4 separate regions of the Mus musculus genome follow, and regions 1, 2 and 3 are each linked to region 4. A link is a contact called in public HiChIP or PLAC-seq and promoter capture Hi-C data. All regions are on one chromosome and are shown on one strand. Each heading gives the region's core, a stretch centred on a gene start, on an enhancer-like site or on the middle of the called end of the contact. The rest is flanking DNA. Distances are from core to core; before and after follow the strand shown. Region 1 has its middle 6.2 kb from the start of Cttnbp2nl. Region 2 holds the start of Tafa3 (TAFA chemokine like family member 3). Region 3 holds the start of Eps8l3 (EPS8-like 3). Region 4 holds the start of 2010016I18Rik (RIKEN cDNA 2010016I18 gene).

Region 1 (2,841 bases), core at 92-2,591, 1.4 Mb before region 4:
TCAGGTCATGGCAATGCAAGCACACACACAAATACATGAATAAGCATAAATAATTTTTTTTTTAAAGATTTATTTATTTATTTATTATATGTAAGTACACTGTAGCTGTCTTCAGACACTCCAGAAGAGGGCATCAGATCTTGTTATGGATGGTTGTGAGCCACCATGTGGTTGCTGGGATTTGAACTCCGGACCTTTGGAAGAGCAGTCGGGTGCTCTTACCCACTGAGCCATCTCACCAGCCCACATAAATAATTTTTTATGGGACTTGGTGAGATGACTCAGCAGCTAAGAACACCGACTTCTCCAAAAGGCCAGGATTCCATTCCTAGCACCCACATTTCAACTCACAGTATCAGTTCTGGGGTTCCATCTCTACCCTCCTCTGGCTTCCCGGTACTCCAGGCATGCACGAAGTGCACGGACATACACGAAGGTAAAATATTCATAGACATAAAAAAAGTAAAATAAAAAAAAATGTAAAGGTGAGTATGGAATGCTTGGAGCTGAGTAGTTTTCTTGCAGTTGTGTGAGTGGTTTGAATTAATTTTAAAATGGGGGAGGGGGAGGGGAAGGGGGAGAGGAGGGGGAGGGGAGGGATAAAGGTTAGATTCCCAGTGCCACATAAAAACAGAACAAGAACAACAAGAGAAAAGCCAATAGCGCCGTGACTCTCGGTAACTCCAGTTTCAGGAACTGGCACCATTATATATGTACATGCAGGCAAAGCACTAATGCACTAATTAATAGCAACAACAACAACAACAATAAACAAACTGTTAAAGGACAACTGCCCAAAGTGTGGGCGGTTACCTGAACCTCAGTTTCCTTACTTTTAAAATGAGATGATCGCCTCTATCTCCAACCCCAGGCTGTGAATATCAGTAAGATGGTGTACATTAAAGTAGCCCATCAATTTCCACGTGGGATTTTGTAAATCACGTGGAGACCTTTCTGAAGATCTTTCTCCCTGTGAGTTTCTGCTCTCCAACTAAACACCGGAGACTATTGTATTCTAGAGTAGTCTTTTAGCTGTGACCCAGGGCACACTGGCTGATGCTGGGTGAGATAGATGAAGAAGCTGGAGGAACCGTGAAGGGTGCTGTGTCCTACCCACTCTCAAAGACCAGACGCCAGAGGCTCTCTAGTCCGGTGCCAAGCCGAAGGCGAAGGCGAAGGGAAGGTGTTTCATTCCTGCTCCCTGCATTTCCTTCGCATCTTTTGTCCCCACGAAGGCCTTTCTGAGCTACTCTTAATCTTTCTTGCTTGGACCTGAGCGGCCGGGGAAACAGGCGCATTCCTAGATTTTTGGGTGTGGCCCTCACTGCTTTCCTGAGCTTATTGCGCCCTCTAGTGTTGATCGGTGAGCCCTGCAATTGTCTACTTTTCAGGCAGTCTCGTGGTGCGTTGATAGCTTTTCCTTTTATGGGTGTAGGCAGAAAGCCCATCAGGTAGGGGATTCCAAAGACTGGCAGGCAGCTCAAAGAGCCAACTCCAGGAACAGATTGGTTTTTAGCGGAACGTGGCCAGTGTGATTATGACGGAGCCACACGGACTTTCCTTATCCTGGATTGCAGTGAAGGTAGTTCTCAGAGAAGGAAGGAAAAAAACCTATTGAGTATTTACTATGAGACACTGAGCCAGACACTTTGCATATACACCGTGTAATCTTCACATGTATAATTCTCATAACCACCTGACAGGTATATATTACTACTTCTAGCTTTTCAAGAGAAGAAGCAAGTTCAGAGAGGCCAGCCAGCTGGCTCAAGGTAACGTGATACCCACATCGTACCAGTTACTAAGTGTCGACTTCACACCAGGTACAATGCGTTGGTTATCACCACAAGAAAGCTTTAAGGTCCATTTTGCTGATTAGGTAACAGATTTCAATCCTTTAAAAAAAAAATAGTTAAGTAGCTTGCCTGGAGTCATGGAGCAGGGTCTCCCAATCTTTTACTACAGAGCTGGTGGGTGACATAAGTGTGTCCCTAGCCTAGGCCAATGTGACTAGGAAGACTTTTGCATCACTAAAGTCCGTTCTGAGGACCAACTAATTAGGGTCATCTGTTTTCCATGATGGTAGTGAGAAAGTCAGACAGAAGTCTACAGAACCCGAGAAGTCACACAATACTGCTGTCAGGAAAAGCATCCATAGGGCTCTGATTCCCATCTCCCTTGATTTATTCTGTCTGAAACCCACATGTTCCCCCAAGGCTGATGTGCCAGTCAGGGCTGCAGAATACAAACCTCACAGGACCTGAAAGAATTGTTAGAGGGGAAATTCCTGGAAATCGATAAATGACAGGATTCTGAAACCATCCAGTGAGGTTCCCAAGAATCCAAATTATTTTTAACTCACCCTCTCACCCTCCAAACATTCATTCGTCACCGGACTCTTGAGTAATGCTTTGTGTCTCAGAGTGAGTCACATTTTCCTCTCTTCACCGTCGTCTTCAAAATCGTTAAACAACTATTATCATCACACACTCTGAGCGAGGAACTGGTAAACTGTCATTGGTTTCTTTATCCTGTTTTTTTTGACAGAGTTTCACTACAGCCTTGGCTGACCAAGAACTTGCTCTGTAGACCAGGCTAGCCTCAAACTCACAGAGAACAGCCCGCCTCTGTCTCCTGAGTGCTGAGATTAAAGGCTTGCACCGCTCCCGTTTCTTATTTCTAAATGTAATTTTCATACATTTAGATAGGTGGGAGATGGTATTAGTTGACTATGATTTTGTTTTGTTTTTTGAGAAAGAGGCTTTCTACACAGCCTTGACTGTACTGGAACTCATTATGTAGACCAGACCTGCCTCTTCCTCCTGGGTGCTTGGATTAAAG
Region 2 (3,089 bases), core at 137-2,636, 1.7 Mb before region 4:
CAGCCATTTCTGCTCTGGGAATCTGCCCTTGCTCCCCTACCCTCCTCCCTCAGACTACAGAGCAGTGGGGGCAGTGACCCTGAGACGAGTGAATAGGCTTTCTTTTTCCTAGGAGTGAAGCAGGGGTGGGAGGGTCTAAGAATCGGTGCTGTCATCTTTCTGGTCTTGGGATAGAGCTAAGGTCAGAAAAGGGGGTGGAGTCTGCCAGCTTTGTCCCAGAAGAGACCGCTGGGGAAGAAGCCCCAGGTCTCCCAGTTCTGTGTCTCCCTCCACCTCTAACCAACCCATCCTGAGCCTTGCTTCCTGGACTCTTCTGAAACTGGCTGAATTCTGCTGCTGTGTCTCAGCCCCACCTCAGAGGGCTAGCCTTGCACGGCAACAGGTCTCTGCTTCCGTGCACAGCCCACAAGAGCTTCTCCACTCTCTGCCAAAGGCCTTTCCTCATTCAGTCCCCAGTGAGAAGTCAAACTGAAGCACATTGCTGGTGATCTGAGGGAGGGCCTATCGAGGGGAATGCAGGTGGGGGTGGAAGGTGTGTGGGGCCAGTCCCCTGGGCATGGGTGTGTCCCCACACTTCTAGATGAACCTCCTTTCTCATAAGTCTTCTTTCTCAGGCTATGCCAGGAACCCTCATTTTGACCATTGCAAATGCCATTCGTTCTTTTCTTGGGGACATCCTATTTCTGGTTGAGTTCTAACCGTGTCTGATCCAACACACACATTTCTCCTAGGTATTCCAGTGCTCAGAGAACCTGGAGAAGATGGGAGACTTGGGCTCTCTGGCGTTCTATTCATTCCCTCCTGGAAAGGTACAGGAGAAGGGAGTTTCTGGGATTTGTTCGTCAGCATCCATAGTCTGCCTCAGTTTCCTTGAGCTGTTTCCCCAATCCTTAATTCAGGCTAAGATGGGGCTGGGAGAGCAGCCTCCATAGCAACAAGAGGTCAACAAGAACCTTAAATCTTGCTTTTGCTTACTTCTGTTCCCTCTAGCATTTATTCTTACTCCTGGTACCCACCTGCTTCACAGCAGTGGCCCGGGTTCAACTTTCTGGCCTGAGGTCCTCGCTGCTTCTGAGCTTGGCATCTAGACTCTCCAAATCGGGCTCTTCGAGGGAGTGGCCAGCTTAGGTGTTGTCTGGTTTTGAGCTCTGTCCGCGATAGATCGTCAAAGTTGTTGCGCCCGAGGAGAGCAGGGGCTCTGGCTAAGCTGGAGTCTCCGGCTTAGAGCACCTAGATGCTCTGGTCCAGCACCCACCAGTTCTGCGGGGCTAGGCCGGGTCCTCCCGAGCTTTCGGTCTGCAGGTTGAGGAGCGCGCAGCCGCTAGACTGGGAGTCGTTCTCGCTACTCCAGCCTTTGCGGGCACCGCCGGCTTCTTCGAAACTGTGTGGGGGTGCTCTGCGGGGAACCTGGGCACAGCTGGCCCGCAGCGGCCTCTTGTGGCGCACAGCAAGTCAGGAATAGAAGCCCACCGACTCTCTTTTCAGGGACAGTTCCTTGAGCAAAACACATCAATTATAGCAGGTCACTAAAACTTTCAGGAATGTGGCCCCTAGTCTAGTAGTTCAAGGAGGTAGGTGGTATTTTGGGATGGGGATAGGCGTTGCATCTGGGAGTAGTATTCATTTAGACCAGCAGTAGGCTGTTACTTAAATCCGAGCTCATTAAATCTTACAATTCAGTTCTTCAGACCTCGGACAGGGTTTCACACCTGTAATCCAGAATTTCGGAGACAAGGCAGGGGTTAAGTGTGAGACCCTATCTAAAACAAACAAAAAAAACAAACAAACAAGCATACATACATACAAACAACAATAAAACTCAAACCAAACCGAACAACCTTCTAAACCCAAACAAAGAAAGAAAAGCACAGCAGGGGTAGGGAGATGGGAAGGTAAGATTGCCTGAAAGTTTGAGGAAGTTTGGTCTGTATGGTTTACACAAGGTTCCAGACCTGCTAATGGCTACTTAGCCAGACCACATCTTCAAAGGAAAGAAAGAGAAAAGGAGGTGGTGTGTGTGTGTGTGTGTGTGTGTGTGTGTGTATAAAATCCAGTTCTTTGTTAGTACAATCAAGTGTTATTTAAGGTGCTTCCCAGGCACTAAAAGCAGACCACTGTATTAGAAGATTCTCAAGTTGCATAGTTTTTGGTTTTTTTTTCTTTGTTTTGTTTTGTTTGTTTGTTTGTTTGTTTTACCACAGGGGTTCCCGGCTGCCACCCGGGAAGGATAGTAAATACTTTCAACGGGCTGGAGAGATGGCTCAGCAACCACACGATGGCTCACAACCATCTGTACAGCTGCAGTGTACACATATACATAAAATAAATAAATAAATATTTAAAAAAATATACTTCCAGCACAGAAGTGCTGCCCTCCTGCGTGGGAGGACCAAGGGTAGTACCGGGGTGGAGAACCAGGCTGCAAGGTTTCACCAGGCATGAATGGCCCTGTGGATAATGGGTGTGACTCTCACCTTGGAAACCAAATCTGAGGTTTCTAGTATCTTCATCAGAAAGACAGTCAATAGTCCCAACAACAAAAATACGACAGGTTCATGTTTTGGGCTCATTAAACACTTGAGGGTAGAAGTGTGCTGTGACTCTGCCTCTTCCCAGCAGAGGTGTATGTACCTGTTAGAGTAAGGAAGGTTTGGGAACGTAATAGTGTGGGGGAAACAAAGAAGGACCCTGCTTCTGGATCCTGAGCATACAGCCCGGGACGGGGCGCTCCCTCTCTCTGGATCTCTCTTTCCAGGGTGCTGAGAATTGAATTCAGGTTATCAGGCTTGGCACTTTTGCCTGCTAAGCCATTCCCCCTACCTCTTTAAGACCAAGTCTCATTATGTAGCCTTGGCTAGTCTGGAATTTACTATGTACTCAGGCTAGCCACCAACTTGTGCTCATCCTGTCTCTACCTCTGCCTCCTAAGATTATAGATGTGTGCCACCATGTTTGTTCTGAGAATGCCCTCTTCCCGCCCCACCCCCTTCTCCTCTGTAATGGAGGAGTGTCATTCAGCTCCCAGCAGGGTAAGCATCTCACCAACTTTTCCTGCCTTCTTCCTCCTTGCTCTCACTGTACTGCCTCAG
Region 3 (3,009 bases), core at 243-2,742, 1.4 Mb after region 4:
GGCTCCTGCCTGGTGGACACCCAAAGGACCATGGCGTTCACAATCCTGAGAGTTCCTGGTGTTACAATATCCTTCTCTGCCCAAAGATGTCAGCTAGGTCTCTGTTATGTGTTGAATCCCTGCCCTACCCTGTTTCCAGGTATCCTACAGGAATCCCTGCTGTGCTTACATTGACTTGAAAGACCCTTAGGAAGGACAGGGCCTGGTCTGAGCTGGGAAGAATGAAGTCCTGGTTAGTCACCCAAACCCAGCCTGAGAATGGAATATGATTGGCCTTTAAGAATAAATAAACAAATTAAGGCTATTCAAACCTGAAAGTGGTACAAACCAACAGAAGGCCCAGGGAGGTCTAGGGGGCTAGTTCACACAGGATGGTGGCGAGATGCTGACCAAACAGGCAGTTTGACCTCTAGGCCCCAGAAATTGGCTGCCCAAAGGACCTTCCTGGGGGCTCACAGCAATTCAGTTGGGAGAAGTCCCTCCTAGGTCCAAGCCCTGGACTCTAGGCCATGAGGACAATACTGGATGACTGGGGGAAGCAGGACATCATCTCTCACTTGGTCCTGAGGAAGCCAAGGACACATTCCTGACTGCAGGCTATAGTTATATGATCTGTGGGAGTCTTCTCCACAGATCCTAACCCCAGCAGGGCCTGCGACTCTGTCCCAAGAGGCTTAGCTCCCACATGAGCATCCCTGCCCCTCTCTGCTTCCTTCTACTTCTGCCTTAATTCCTTTGCTGTCTATGTCTGAGCTCCTACATCCAGCTGGGAGTTTCCAGGAGGTAAAAAGTCTGGCCTGCTCCAGGTACCACAGGAGGTTTTTAAACAAAGCAACTTGCAGGAACTAGCAGGTTCTTGAATAGCAAAGGGAGGCCTTAGTTTGAAGGCATCTATTAGGGCCTGGGGGGCATGGGGCAAGGTGAAGAAGAAAGAGTAAAGAACAAGTGTGACCAGAGGGGAGAAGGGACAGGTGGATGTGGCCAGGATGAAATAGCCCTCTTTGTCATACCCAAGTGACCCTGAGCCTACCCCAACTTCTCTGGCAGGCCATGTCCTATTCATGGGCAAGACTTGGGCACACACAATCCCACACTCATGGATGCAGGACAGAAGCATAAAACACACATTCCAACCCAAAGCTTTTCTTGAGCCTATGGTCCATCAGTGGCCTGTCCCTAACTCAGAAACTAGGCTTAGGAGACCACATGTGCCTTCTCTTGTTTGTGGCCCCAGTACCTAATGCTAACCCAGGGGCCTCCCGAGGAGATATGTAAAAGGTAGGGAGATGAGGGGCCACACCTGAGGTCAGAGGCCAACAAGGAAGAAGCTGGAGAGCAGGGGTCTCGGGTAAAGCTCTGGCACCTGTCAGCACAGACACTTCCTCAGGTCCACTACCGTGCTGTGCGGTTGGTGGCCTGAAAGGCCTCTCCACCCTCTAGAGTCCAAAGACCACAGGTGTGGCTTCCTCAAAGCCTGCTTCCTGGCTCTCAGGCCACCTGATCACCAGTAGGTCTCTGCCTGAGGCGCTGGCAGAGAAGCCAAACAGAGCTCCCTCCAACATTAGTGGACCACTGGCTCAAGCATCAGACTCCTTGGGGGACCAAACACCAGGCGGCACTGGCAACCAGGTAAGAGCCTATTTCCAGTGAATAGCAAGGATTGGTGATCCTGGGGCCAACATGGACATCTCGGTGGCTTCCTAGAGTTGGGGCATCTTGCAGTGTCTTCTTAGATTCACGAGCAAGGATTAGCCTCAGGAACTTAGTACCTGCTGGAGACCAGAAAAGGCAAGGAGCTCTAGAAGGCTTTTCCCCTAGGTCAGCCTTGTAAATACCCCTTCCTTGCTCTATACACCTACACAAGGGAGAGCAAAGGCCAATGCCTGGCACTAAAAGGGCCCAGGCAGGTCAAACAGCACCCCCAGCCCTGGGGTGTAGTATCTTTAGTAGTAGCTGTTGAATTATCTCTACCAGCCCACAGGAACACCTGGTGATTTACAGGGACCATTCTGATGTGAAAGACTAGGGCAGGGCTGATCAGAAAAGGGCTCTTTTTTTCCTTCCATTTAGAAGCAGGAATTGAACGCCACTGCCTAGGGAGGCGAGGAAAGGCAGAGGGGAGAGTCAGGCTTCCAACACTCTTTGCTCTTATCTAGGATCGGGGTTTTCCCCACAGGGAACAGAGATTAGCCGCCTCCTCTGTGTTCCCATGATGCTCACTTGGAGAATAATTTTTCCATCTGTGAGTCATCTTATCCACTCTCTGTTATTTTCATAACAGTCCCAATAAATGGGTGTGAGTGCTTCCTTACACTTTGGTCGGGATATTCCAGGGTTACAAAGAACCCTAGTGCGCCAAACAGATCGATGCATGAAGGCACTCAAAACCATGGCCACGGATAACACATTCTCTTGACACATACACACACCCAGCACACACAAATGCTGGACGTTTAACTCCACTCCATTTCAAAAGATGTGTGTTCTAGCCTTCCCCTGCCCCCATGACCCACCACCTAGTGACAGGGACACATTTGTAAGCCACAGAGTTCTGGTTCACTTCCCTATTAAACAGTCAGAGTGACTCTAGGCCTGTTGTCCTCTCGGATAACAGTTTCAGCTCTGGGGTTGTTTTGAGTACTAGCTGGGTCACTGAGGCAAACCCCTTAAAGCTGTGCTCACCAATTGGTGCTGGAGAAGTACCAGTGGATGGATGGAGGTGAAGACTTAAGAGGTAGGGTCAGGAGAGGCTTGGCAGTGGGCTCGGAGTTCTGTCAGGGCTGCGGTGACCACTACTGTTGTCAGAGAGGATTGAGCAATGCTGAAAATACTCTGAGCAGGTGGTGGTTAAAGACAGCTTTACCAGATAGTTGGCTGTGAGCTGCATTTAGAGTTCAGGTGGGGGAGAGTCTCTGGGAGAAAATCTGGAAGCACCAGGAAGAAATGAGGCAGGAGTGGTAGTCAGACATCAGATGAGTGTAGGTCCCAAGCAAGTTCCACAGAGCACAC
Region 4 (2,726 bases), core at 41-2,540:
GGCCCCCCAAGCCATTTGCTCGCCACCCATCCCACTCCACCCACTACCTCTTCCTACCGGGAGATGTTTACTGTGTAATACACCAGAAGGCCTGAGCCTGGATTTGGAACTTTTTATGACGTTCACTTTGTACAGATCCTGTTCATTTTCAATTGCCTCCGAGTGACTTAATGCCTCGGTTTTCCTTTCTGTACTAGGCATGCTCTTGCTCCGTAAGGCAACCAGTAAAGATTATGCAACATGTCTATACAGGCTACAAGTAAGACACAAGTACTTTCTGTGGTGTCTTGCTTCCCCGTTCTCAAGATCCCAACTCTCATCATCTGTACTATGATTGCTGCTTCCGCCACAAGTCAATGTTGGGTTTCTGAGTCCTGCATTTTACCAGTGCCACAGTTTCAGTGCTCTTAGGAGTAGGGTGACAGCCTTCCTTCTTACCATAGCAACACACTCCCTCCCAGAGGGCTGCTAATTCTTTGCAGGAGTGGCAGACACAGGCACCAGATCCTTTTACTTCTTCCCTCCCCATTAAGTTACTTCTGGGCAAAGTCTCCTTCCTCTTATCCTGTACATTTCCTTATTCAGGACTTTCTGTTTAATAACCCAGGGTATCAGCGACTACTTTTCTCCTCTTCCTCAATCTCTAGACATAGTACTGGGCCTGCTGTTTAGCTTGTCCTGGCCCAACCAGAGGAAAGGCTGAGCAGGGGTAGGGGAGGGGTGAAGATGCTCTGTACCCCTACAGCTGCTGATGCAACTAGGCTCCTACTCTAAGCTGGGGACGATTTCCCGAGTCATTGCTTCCTTTTAGTAAAGATGGTGAGAGAAAGGATTCTTCCGGAACCCTGGAATAGTGAGAGAGATTTATGCCTTAGATCAGGAAAGATTGCCAGGGAGGAGTGGGTGAAGTAATCACCTTCACAGCTATTCTGTATATCTGGGCCTCTCAGAGGTGGGCCTCTCCTGTTACAAGTTATTAGTACATTTAGAGAATGAGTGGGCAAGTCTACTTATCTGAATCAGGGCAATCTGGCATCTTGGCTGCAAGAAGTGTTCAGTCCTGGGTTCCTGAAGATCCTTGATGTTTTAGATTCGCCAGTTGGCCTGGTGGGACTTTGCAGCTCCCGACGATTGCTTGAAAAGGTGATCGTGAGCAGTGGAGGATGAGGGATGTAAAATACCTGTGCTGTGCCCCACGAGGCACTGGAGTCCATAGTCTGATCTTCACAGGCATCCCTCGCTGCCTGGGTTTGTAAATAAACTCACCACATGGTCTGCAAGCACTGGAATTGAAAGCCCTTGGCCCAGAAGCAGCTGTGCCTTGAGATGTTTGCTCATGACCTTTTCTGTTACCACACCCTGGGGCTCTTGGGAGGAGCCAAGAGCTGAGTTGTAGTGCCAGGATGCTGCTTCTGTCAGTGCCCACACTAAGCTGCCTCGTGGGTCCTTTCACATCCTTCTTGCTCAATTACGGAGTACACAGGATGGAAACTGCTCTCTGCCTTTGGGAGACAGCGTGTGGCTCAGCTCAATAAAGTTGTGATTGGAGACCAAGGCAGAAGGCACTTTCTCAGGCTTTCTGTGGCCAGCCTGAAGGAGAAAGAACATCCATGCCCCCAAAGCTCAGAATGATGGAAGGACAAGGGGTAGGCCGAACCCTCAGGCTGCTCCGAAATCGCTTGCCACGACTTCGAGCAGGTCAGAACTGGATTGCCTACTTCCTTTTTCGGATGATCTTTTTATGGGCTGATTCCTGCTGTAGTGATCCTCTTTTTCCTTTATATGCTCAAACCCACATGGCCCCCATGTGGTCAAGCCAGGAGGATTGCCTTATCAGTTTGCAGAGCTAGTCCCGTCTGTTGCAGAGGTCTTGCTATAATTACCAAAAAATGCCCTATGGGTCTACTCTGATTATTTAGTGCAAATTTACTCAGGGCTCACAAAATACCCAGAACTGTTGCATCAGGCAGACTATACAGTGTCAGGCATCAGGCCTCCAAGAACCTCCACAGCATGGCATGGCTCCTCGGTTCTACATCAGTGTTTTCTTTTCTTCCTGTGTCACTCCACAGTTTCAAGTTTCCCAGGGCAGGTATGGAAATTGCCCCCTTGGCTCTGATCCTGCCTGGTGGTGCCTGGTCAGGCTTGGCACTGTAGCCTTGAGGCATGGTTGTTGCCCAGATTCTCGCTCGCACTACAGAATGGAGGAGTGGAAAGAATACTCAAGAGACCCTTGCATCTCCATTTTAGGACAATCCCAGAACAATCCTGGGGAAGCTGTCACAGAGCCAGAAAGGATCCAGGAGCATTCTCCATCTAGCTTTGCTGGAGGCCAGCACTTCTTTGAATACCTTCTTGTTGTTTCTTTAAAGAAAAAGCGTTTAGGGGATGACTATGAGCCCACGATCACTTACCAGTTTCCCAAGGTAAGGATGGAGGGAGAAGTGGGGCCTGAGGATGGAGGTGGGAGGACGAAGGTGTGTTTAAAAGGTAATAGAGGAGTTCTATGTCTTACCACGCTGCCTGGGCTCTAGCCCTGAGCTCACTGCTCTAGTTTCCTTTGTAGCCCAGCCCTAGTTTTCTGTAATCACCCAGAGAATCTAGGTCTGACTGCTTTGTGAAGGACTGACTGAAACTCTGGAGCAGGGAAACAATGCTCTTGCCCCTGTGGGAAACCTTCAGTTCTTCCAAATTCCACCTCAGTCACCTTTTCCTACAGGAAAACT

Evidence for each region. Promoter capture Hi-C pulls out the DNA fragments that hold promoters and counts their contacts. HiChIP or PLAC-seq counts read pairs in DNA pulled down with a chosen protein or histone mark.
Region 1: a FOXA1 HiChIP or PLAC-seq map of pancreatic cancer cells shows a contact between it and region 4. The contact joins the enhancer-like site here to the promoter of 2010016I18Rik in region 4. A contact is called at or near these places in 2 of 39 promoter capture datasets (the HPC-7 cell line and pre-B cells), 2 of 115 datasets of contacts at active chromatin or transcription factors (bone marrow-derived dendritic cells and pancreatic cancer cells) and 1 of 9 other capture datasets (liver).
Region 2: a promoter capture Hi-C map of pre-B cells shows a contact between it and region 4, with 4 times the contacts expected there. The contact joins the promoter of Tafa3 here to the promoter of 2010016I18Rik in region 4. A contact is called at or near these places in 1 of 39 promoter capture datasets (pre-B cells) and 1 of 115 datasets of contacts at active chromatin or transcription factors (pancreatic cancer cells).
Region 3: a FOXA1 HiChIP or PLAC-seq map of pancreatic cancer cells shows a contact between it and region 4. The contact joins the promoter of Eps8l3 here to the promoter of 2010016I18Rik in region 4. A contact is called at or near these places in 1 of 39 promoter capture datasets (erythroid cells) and 1 of 115 datasets of contacts at active chromatin or transcription factors (pancreatic cancer cells).

What each region holds. Positions count from the first base shown.
Region 1 is chr3:105,057,715-105,060,555 of GRCm38.p6, forward strand. No RefSeq gene overlaps it. Among named protein-coding and RNA genes, the nearest start is that of Cttnbp2nl, 6.2 kb to the left of the region's middle. Within about 2 kb of position 1,342, at least 117 of the 459 cell types and tissues checked have an H3K27ac peak or open chromatin away from gene starts, as enhancers often do. A contact at or near this core is called in bone marrow-derived dendritic cells and pancreatic cancer cells, where this site is marked.
Region 2 is chr3:104,776,161-104,779,249 of GRCm38.p6, forward strand. Tafa3 (TAFA chemokine like family member 3) reads right to left here and starts at 1,387. Exons shown (of 7, transcript NM_183224.3): 1 at 1,017-1,387.
Region 3 is chr3:107,875,738-107,878,746 of GRCm38.p6, forward strand. It overlaps Eps8l3 (EPS8-like 3), which reads left to right and starts at 1,493. Exons shown (of 19, transcript NM_133867.2): 1 at 1,493-1,629.
Region 4 is chr3:106,484,623-106,487,348 of GRCm38.p6, forward strand. It overlaps 2010016I18Rik (RIKEN cDNA 2010016I18 gene), which reads right to left and starts at 1,291. Exons shown (of 2, transcript NR_033207.1): 1 at 1,182-1,291. Dennd2d (DENN/MADD domain containing 2D) reads left to right here and starts at 1,418. Exons shown (of 12, transcript NM_028110.2): 1 at 1,418-1,698; 2 at 2,251-2,426. The coding sequence starts at 1,611.